2 separate regions of the Anas platyrhynchos genome follow, and region 2 is linked to region 1. A link is a contact called in public Hi-C data. All regions are on one chromosome and are shown on one strand. The core of a region is the stretch at or near the end of the contact, and the rest is flanking DNA. Distances in the headings are between cores, read along the strand shown. Region 1 holds the start of RGCC (regulator of cell cycle). Region 2 overlaps VWA8 (von Willebrand factor A domain containing 8).

Region 1 (4,386 bases), core at 558-3,057:
CTTCTTTCTCCCTTGTGTCTATTATCTTTAATCCCTCTTTTGCTCTTGGCATCATGCCCTTATATCTTCTTGTTCTCTACTTTTTAACCTTGCTTTCCCTCTATGTCACTACGGTCTTCAAAAAGGATTGTTCGTCACCACTTTTATTAGCAGAAAGAAAAACAGAGGAAGACCACAAGAATGGAGGAAACCACAGAATAAATATCAATTGAACTTCACCATGAGCACTCCTTTTGATCCACAGCAAAAATAAATAAATGCTTCCATATCAGCTGGTAAGGAGAGGTGAACAATTCTGCTAAGTACTGATGATTTGTTGTCTAGAATATTGTTCTTTTCATTTTATGTCTTGCAGAAGCAATGACAACATGTCTGAAAATGTCATTACTACTAAACATTAAAGAAGATTCAGAGATTTTTTCTTCCCTCTCCTCAACTCATTTATTTTAATTGTAGATATTCTCATCAACACGCAAATATAATCGTAGCTCCTGACACATATGCGTGGAATAGCACCTGATGTCTGTTCTCAGTATTACTGGTTGTAACTAAACGTGACAGAGCCTTGCCCAATGGGTATTTCACAGAACTGATAGTTTAGCTGCTCAGCCAGCTTTGTTTAAAAGCAACGAGAGGCAGTGCAAAATCAACATTTGGTAGCTATGGTATGTATAAACATCATGTTGACCTGACTTCAGGACAAGTGCTCATTTTTTTCTCCTATGATTAAGGAAACCTCTTCACTGGAGAACACCCTGGCCGGTGCAGATCGGGCTGCAAGTCCACGTGTTTGAGCAGCTCCCTGCATCTCCCCCACCATCTGCTCCTGTCCTCAGATCACCCTCTTTGACGTACTGGCCCAGCTGCCCTGTGGCCGCGTTCACAGCTCACTAATTGCTCTAGCTGAGAAATAACCACGGGACAGCACAGACAGATGCCAGCACAGCGCGGGGCGGCAGGCGGGAAGTGCAGCGATGGGGAACGGGCTCTTGATGGTGGCTGAAGCGAAGCCACGGGCTCGCAGCATGCCGCACAGCAAGTGTAAATCAAGCAAAACACAGGTTGCTGCCTCTTCATCCTGCTTGGCAGGGGACTAGCAGCCCTGGGACCAGGTTGTCGGCTGGGTGAGGATGATCCAGACTCGATTTTATTTGTGAGGTTCCCTCCTCTCTTTGCATCTGGCTCTGATGCCCGTTGTGTCCTCCATCGGCAGCCCAGCAGAGAGCCAGTGCAGGCGTCTCCCCCTCCTCAATGTGAAATAGTTTAGATTAGCAAACTGAATCAGCCAGGGCTGGTCAAGCTATTGGGATAGTGACCAGGGGAAGAGGGGCAATATGTGGAAGCAGTGAAATCTGGACTGTAAAGCTTTCCTGAAACCCCAGACTCAGACCAGGCACCCTGGGTAGCTTGTAGGGGGGTGATAAAAACCTTGTGAAATCGTGATGTCTGCGCTACGTGAACTACTGGAGCGAGTTTAGAGGAGGGCTAGTGAGATGATGAGAGGACTGGAGCACCTGTCATACGAGCATAGGCTGAAAGAACCTGGCCTGTTTAGCCTGGAAATGAGGAGACCGAGGGGAGACTTCATCAATGTGTATAAGCATCTGCGGGGAAGGTATCGAGAGGATGGAGCCGGTCTCCTTTCACTTGTGCCCAGTGACAGGATGAGAAGCAACGGGCACAAAGTGAAGCACGGGAGGTTCCAGCTCAGTATGAGGGGACACTTTGCTGTGAGGGTGACAGAGCAGGCTCTGAGGAGCACCTCCACACCGAGCCGAGGAGCTGCGCACCTGCAGCGCCCGCCTCGCCCCCTCAGCGGGCAGGGCCGGCCGGTGGCCGCCGCCTCCCTCCCGCCCCCTCAGCCCCCAGCCCCAGCGGCCATAAGAGGCGGCGGCGGCGGGGCCGGGCCGGCAGCGGCGGGGCGGCCGCCATGAAGTCGCCTCAGGCGCAGCGCCCGGCGAGCCACGGTAGGGTGGCGGGGGGCCGCCAGGTCTACCCTCGCGGCACGGGGGGCCGCCAGGTCTACCCTCGCAGCGCGGGGGTGCTCGGTGGCTCCTTCACCCGCTTCTTTCTGTCTTTCTCCCTTCCTTCAGGCTCCGGCCGTCGCCCCGCGGAGCTGCCGGAGGAGGAGGAGGGCGACTTGGCGGAGGCGCTGGGCGAGTTCGAGGCGGTGCTGGAGGATTTCGCCTGCCCCGCCGGCCGGCGCCGCTTCCATTACGGCGAGCACCTGGAGCGCATGAAGCGGCGGAGCAGCGCCAGCACCAGCGACCTCAGCGACTCGGAGAGTGAGTGACGGGGACGGGGAGACCCCGAGGGTGGCTGCCTGACCCTGCCCGGGCATCCCCACTTCTGGGGGGCATGGGGGTTTATCCCTTGTGGCTTGTTTTAGGGGAGGAGCGCAGGGTGTTGGTGAGCCCAGGGTTGCCTCCCCCAGTGTCGCAGGGATCTGTTTGTTGCATGTCAGGTAAAGGAAAAAAGTGGTTCTAGAGGAAATAAGGCTGGAAAACTTGGTGTCTTCACACCAAGTCAAGCTGCCAGCTGGTAAAACATTGAGGTATCTTCTAGCCTTACGATAGAAAAAAGGTGTTCCTAAGTAAAATAGGAACCAATGGGGCTGTTCAGTTGCATCTTAGTAGCCTGAACATCAGTGGGATGAGCAGGAACTGAAGTACGCTTTCCAGAAGAGACTGAAACAAATCCAGGCTTCTGGCTTGGTGAGCAGAGCTGTTCTCACTCTTCTGGACGTGATAAACTCAGGCAACTCACATCTGAGCATACTTGGCATGCACAAACAGCATGCAGAGAGCTTGGAACAGGAAAGGTGGGAAGAGGGTATTGACTGGTGACCTTCTCTGAGCAAGAAAAATCTACAGTGGGAGCTAAGTTCTTATTCTAGCAAACTAGAAAAGTCTTACCCCTCTCAAATTCACTAGTCAGGGAGAGAATATCTTCCCTGTGCTCCTTGGCAGTGATAGAATCAAGTGCTGCTCTGTCAGAGGTAAGTTCTGTTTAAAAACAAGCTATCCCCACTTTTTTTTAGTTCCTAAACTGTTTCATTCATGCTTATCTTCATCAGACTTCCTTTGTTTGTCAGTTACTTGCAATAAAATTGTTCCTTTCTGCTGTGCATCTTTTCAGTGCGCATCTTTGACTTCCTAGAGGATAAACTCTGACAGCACAGCTTCTCAAACTTATCAGAGCTGTTTATTTCATCAAGGGGTAGGACTGATTTCATTTCAGTCACGGGCAGTTTTTTAACTGCCCTGAACTTGGATTCCTTGCCTAGCCATGTCTTTGGATTTTGTTTGTAGTCAGTGGAGACGTGTGGATCAGGATGTTAATCCATTGCTGCTTCATAATGGAGCGGGTGAATTATTCCTTGCAAGTAAGTATTCTTCTCTCCTGCTGAGGGAGATTTAGGAATGTATGCCTGATCTAGGTCAAACACCATCCTTTTATATGGCTGAGGGTGTATAAGCTGAGGCCTGCCTTCAGTGAATCAAACTGGAGTATGGGAGCATTTCTGTAAATTCAGGTCTGTTATTAATAGCAATAGTACAGCCCTAGTATTACAATTTCTTGTGCAGTCTTTCAGTGTTATAATTTCTTATCCTCTTGTATACTCTTATGGAAAATAAGAAGCACATAAATCAATAGCCATTATCCAGTGTTGGGAAAGTGAAGAAAGAAAACAAAACAGTATCAAGAACTTAAGCTCTATCCATGCAAAAAGGGTGCTTGTAGTTGCTTGGCATATCTGCTGTGGTTCTGTAAACTTGCATCTTGAACAGTGCTTAAAATTGCTGTTAGGATTGGAAGGAAGGGCGTTTTAGGGAAGGTATTCGTCTGACAGGGCAGAAGACCTCATGAGAGACCACATACTCATGCAAATTGGCAGACAAGATCTTCAGGAAGGTCTGGAAAATGGTGTCATAAAGCTTAATTGATTTAGACAGAATAACATTAATGGGGTAGCCTGATAGATGGGGTTGAGGACTTGGTGCAGAGCCATCAGGGATCCTGAGTTAGAAACATGTCAAGCATCCCAGTGACAACCTGTACTGGGGTTCCTCCCTTACTCATGTGTGATGTGGAGGGTGGTTCTGCACAAACTGGAAGTCACTGACTTGTTGATGCTGGCATACACTGAGCCAGGAGGTGCACTAAGAGACCTGTTGGGGTCCAGCTGTCTCCAGCATATGAGGATATGTTTAAGGGGAAAAAACAAAACAAAAAAGCCATTCTTTTTCTTTTCTCGGAAAAGGCCCAGTAAGACGCTTTTTTTCCTAAAGGCATCATTCCATGCAGACAACTTGTTTTGGAGCTGTAGTAGGATCGGAGAGGGAATGCAGACTTATGAAGAGCTCCTTTTATAAAACAGGCTCC
Region 2 (4,437 bases), core at 1,149-3,648, 62 kb after region 1:
TATCTCATATGCTGATACTCAGATTTTACAGAACACAGCTGCACTACTGCCATAACATGCATCGGTATCTACAAATTTCCCTTGTCATGGGCTTTCCAAAGCATCATACAGGCAGCTAGAAACCCACTAAAGCATGACATGTGTGCATATGTGTAAACATATGTACAGTATCCAAGACCTTACGTATCAACTGGTTTTATTATGGAAAAGCTGATAGGCAATTTTGTAGAAAGAGGATTAAATGTAGTCCTCCATACTGCCCCTCTAAAACACCAGGAAAAAAAGACAGCCCTGCCTCCACCCTGAAAGCAAAGCCTGAAGTAACTACTTTTAATTTAAATTTCTGGATGCTGCTTGTGTAAATTATGTAGCTATTAAAAGGTATTTTCCTTTTCAGAACCTCATCCTGTGAAACCCTAGTATAATATGTACATATTCCCTGTCTTTATTAATCACTAATGTTCTAATGAATATGTTAAATGCTCCAGGCAATTTAGTAATAAAAACAAGATTAAAAAAGGAAACTTGACCTGAATGCAATAGAAAAATTTCTGGGTTTAAATACACTGATTCATGTACAGCATGTGCTCTATGCTTGAAAGCCTTTTTATTTATGCCATTTGCTTCAACTGATGTAATCTCACCTACTCCTTATAGTATCCAAATTTGTCCTCCTATTGGGCATCACTTTGTTAACAGGAGCAAAATGTGAGCTGATAAAGCTGATTCTAAATTTATTTGCTCTGATCTTTTAATCTGTCTAGTACTCTCTTCTTTCACACTGCAGTTATGTCCTGGGCTGAAACATAAAACTCATTTGGTATGACTCTCAATACCCTTAGTTTTTTTATGCCAAGTAGCAGAGCTGACCTGAAATTTCAGACAGTGGAAGAAATCTGAATCTCTGTGCATGGTATGAGAAATCCTTGGTTAGTAACCCTGTGTTACACTAATGCAGGGAAGATCTACAGTTCTCATAGAAATGTCTGTTGAGATCTAAGAGTTCAAATCACCTAAGCAATAGGCTACAATTATTTCAAACAGAAGCAATTTGCTCATGATAGACCATTTCAAAAGATATTTGTTAGGTGACCAATTTCTAACAACATGCAACCTGTATTTACCATAATTCAAACAATTTTCACCTGGTAGATCCCTTTTTAAAAAAGATAAAATATTCACATCAGTCTCCTTACCCACCTATCTATGTTTTACTCTACCAAACTCCACTGTCATTTCAACAATGTGGCTTAATTTAATAAAACATTCTATACATCCTGTCCAGAACAATTAAACACATGCTGGTAAGCTCTGTTAAATTATAATGATCAGGGTAAGGTAGCTGCTAAATGTAGTTAATAAAGAAAACTCCTTTCAGTCATCTTTACCTAGTTCTTCTGGGAAATGAAAGGGAAAATAAAGACTTTCACCTCTGTTTAAAAGCCTTTTCACCCATCTCTCGAGCAGCTCTCTTAACCTCTTCAGGAACAGCATCCTTTTCAGCTTGCGATATTTGGTAAACCTTATGGCCAGCATCCAATCGATATGGGCCACCCTTGCCACCTAACCCAGCAGTGTCTCTTCCACCTAGGATAGTAGAGATACAAAATAAATAAATTACAAATAGGCATTAAATAATAAGAAAATATTTTCTTTTCTGCATTAAGTAAACTATCTCTAAGCAGAGAGTAGGCTCGTATACATCCATTTCTGACTAGTACAGCCTCTCTCTTAGACATCCTTCCATGATGCATAAAAAATAATGAATGAAAACCTGTTCCACCAGCCCAAGTATTTCCACCAACATGAGGCATGTTTTGTGGATCCACTTTTCCATGTTTGGGGGAACTGACATCCAAACCACTGTCCCTCTGAATGGTTATCTGTAAAATAGAAAATAGAGCAATAAATCTCTTTTATATCAAGCAAAACCACTCTAACAACCTAACAACAACTGACTAGGTCTTCTACTCTGCTCCTGAGAGGCATGTTAGACCCATATCAGATCTCAGAATACACATCTAAACCACTCAGCACATTCAGATTTTGTCCATGCTAGAAAAGTGCTTATTGATAATGACTAACATAATTTGAAATTCCACTGTAAACAGGATCATCCGCTGTCTGAACACTTCTTGCAGTATAGGCAACACCTGTCTGTATAGCCAATTTACAAATTTCATGCGCACCCAGCTCCAGCTCCACATTCTTTATTGATGGGCAGATTGATCATCTTTCCGTGAACAGTGACTAAATAAATGGCATGTTCTTCTCATATTACACGCTCGTGTAATCCTTAACTTCCCCACCACGACCACAAATCTATAGCAGTGGGTTTTCTCCTGCAAATGCCTGTCCAGTGACAGCACTTTCCCCATCAATTTACCGTACCGCCAAAGGCTCAACAGCTGTCAGATGGTCAAGACTGAGTCACTTTAGGCTGGGGTTGGATTTAAGCGGGTGAGTGAAGGTAAAAATAGTTTATCCTGTTATAAACTCTGAGTCATGCAGTGAATCAATGATTCATGTGTAAACTGCCCTACAATTACTACACTTCCATAATTTAATGCCAGTTTACTATTATATGAAATTCAATGACAGATGTAAAAGCGATGTCTTTATATCTAACCTCTGTAGATTAACTTTCTTCTCATTTACCATAATACATTTATATCTCTGATGAATTTCCATGCCCCATTAATGACAATTTATTGCCTTCTCAAAAGTTCACTGGCTTTATGAGGGTTTTCACTGGAACCGTATAGCAGTTTAATTCCTGAGTTCACTGTCTTGTAGACCCAGCTTAATACTCACATGAATTCCATACATGTTTTTGAACTGAAAACATGTGTTCTAACAACAGTCTCTTGGCAACTATTCAAAATATAATTTACTTCCACTTTACAGAATTGATATTAATTCAAAGAGGTACAATACATCCTCTGTGAACCATGTCATTAGTGTAAAATCAAGATCTAATCTGTTAAATTACATTAATTTAACATTTGTATAGGAAGAAAGACACTTAACCACAACAGCATGTTACCCTTAGGGGTCTATACTTTTTTGCTTTAAGAGATTTCTTCCAAAATAAACAGTTCTTTTTCTGTAAAACTGGTAGATTTCAAAACTATCAGAAACAATGGGGTGAACGTAACCCACTAAACTTAGTTTAATGTAAAATCATAAAATCAAAGCTGTAGTGTCAGCTTCAAGAATCAAAACAAAATATTCTATAAACAATAAGATGATGGCAAATCCTTTACATTTGCATCCTTCTAGGTTCTTTGTAGAAAAACGCACGAAATTCTGCAAAGGAGAGCTCTATGAGGCAAACATAGTTTGTGAAACAGATACCAAATTCTCTTTTTGTCAAGTTTTCCTACTGATAAATTTTACTATTTTGAAATACAATTACCGTTTAAATTTTAGCAGTGAAAAGTTCAGTAGACAAAAAAGCTGTTCACATAATTTTCTCAAATATAATAAATTGTTCACATATTTCTAGTAGATATGTATTAGGTTTCAAAGATATATATACATTCTACAACAGTTTTGATCTGATTAAAGTAGGTATTCTTAACTTTGAAACAGAATGTGGTTAACAGAAGATCTTTTATTTTAAAATGACATATAACTTGTTTAAAGGACAACAGAGCATCCTACATTATATTTCTATTAAAACCTTGAAAAAAAACCTGCATGGGAGAGAGAGAGACAAGTGGTACAGTCTATCACAGCTTAAGAATGTGTCCTCCTTACTAATTTTTTTCTATATAGTTAGTAGTCTGGTGGGTAAAATATTTGAAAATTTAAGGAAACTAGAATGGAATAACACCAGCAGAGGTATAAATATGAAGGCAATGAATTCCAGCAGTTTTACACATCTCCTTGTTTTTTTAAATAACATCTGTGCACACAGAAGGAGTATGTTTTTTGTTTTTGTTTTTGCTGGATTGCTTGTGTAATTATTATTTTTTTTTAATTACCACACACTTAGAAACTATGTTAAATTAGCAAACTGTAGAGACTTTGGAAAAAAAAACAAACAAACAACAACAAAGAAACAACAACAACAACAACTTCTGGATATACCCTCTCAGCTCTTCTTTAAGCTGTTAGGTAATGCCATTAGTGACTTATCTGTTTTTTCTCCTCATCATCCCTCTCTCCACAGTAGAGTTTCAAGGTAATTTTACAATTAACAACATCTCTCTGCTGTAAAGTTGTTTTTTTATTTTATTTTATTTTATTTTCTTCTAGAAAGTAAAAATTAGATTAGCAGACAAAAATAATTGAAGATATATTTTAGAAACAATAAAACAGTAAATCACTGAGTCTGGACATGAAAGCAAAGGAAGGATGAGGAAAAAAAGAAAAAAACTTTTGGACAACTTTGTACATTCTTCAGCATGACGTATAAAGAGATGGAAAAGC

What was found. Hi-C and Micro-C count contacts between places; a contact is called where the count stands out from the background.
Region 2: a contact with region 1 is called in a Hi-C map of skeletal muscle, with 2.0 times the contacts expected there. The contact joins the enhancer-like site here to the promoter of RGCC in region 1. A contact is called at or near these places in 4 of 8 Hi-C or Micro-C datasets (F1 follicle, liver, skeletal muscle and 1 more).

What each region holds. Positions count from the first base shown.
Region 1 is chr1:175,402,561-175,406,946 of IASCAAS_PekinDuck_T2T, forward strand. It overlaps RGCC (regulator of cell cycle), which reads left to right and starts at 1,808. Exons shown (of 5, transcript XM_027472340.3): 1 at 1,808-1,967; 2 at 2,094-2,285. The coding sequence starts at 1,931.
Region 2 is chr1:175,463,728-175,468,164 of IASCAAS_PekinDuck_T2T, forward strand. VWA8 (von Willebrand factor A domain containing 8) reads right to left here. Exons shown (of 45, transcript XM_072032521.1): 38 at 1,775-1,883; 39 at 1,431-1,587. Among named protein-coding and RNA genes, the nearest start is that of RGCC, 62 kb to the left of the region's middle. Within about 2 kb of position 2,399, at least 2 of the 8 cell types and tissues checked have an H3K27ac peak or open chromatin away from gene starts, as enhancers often do.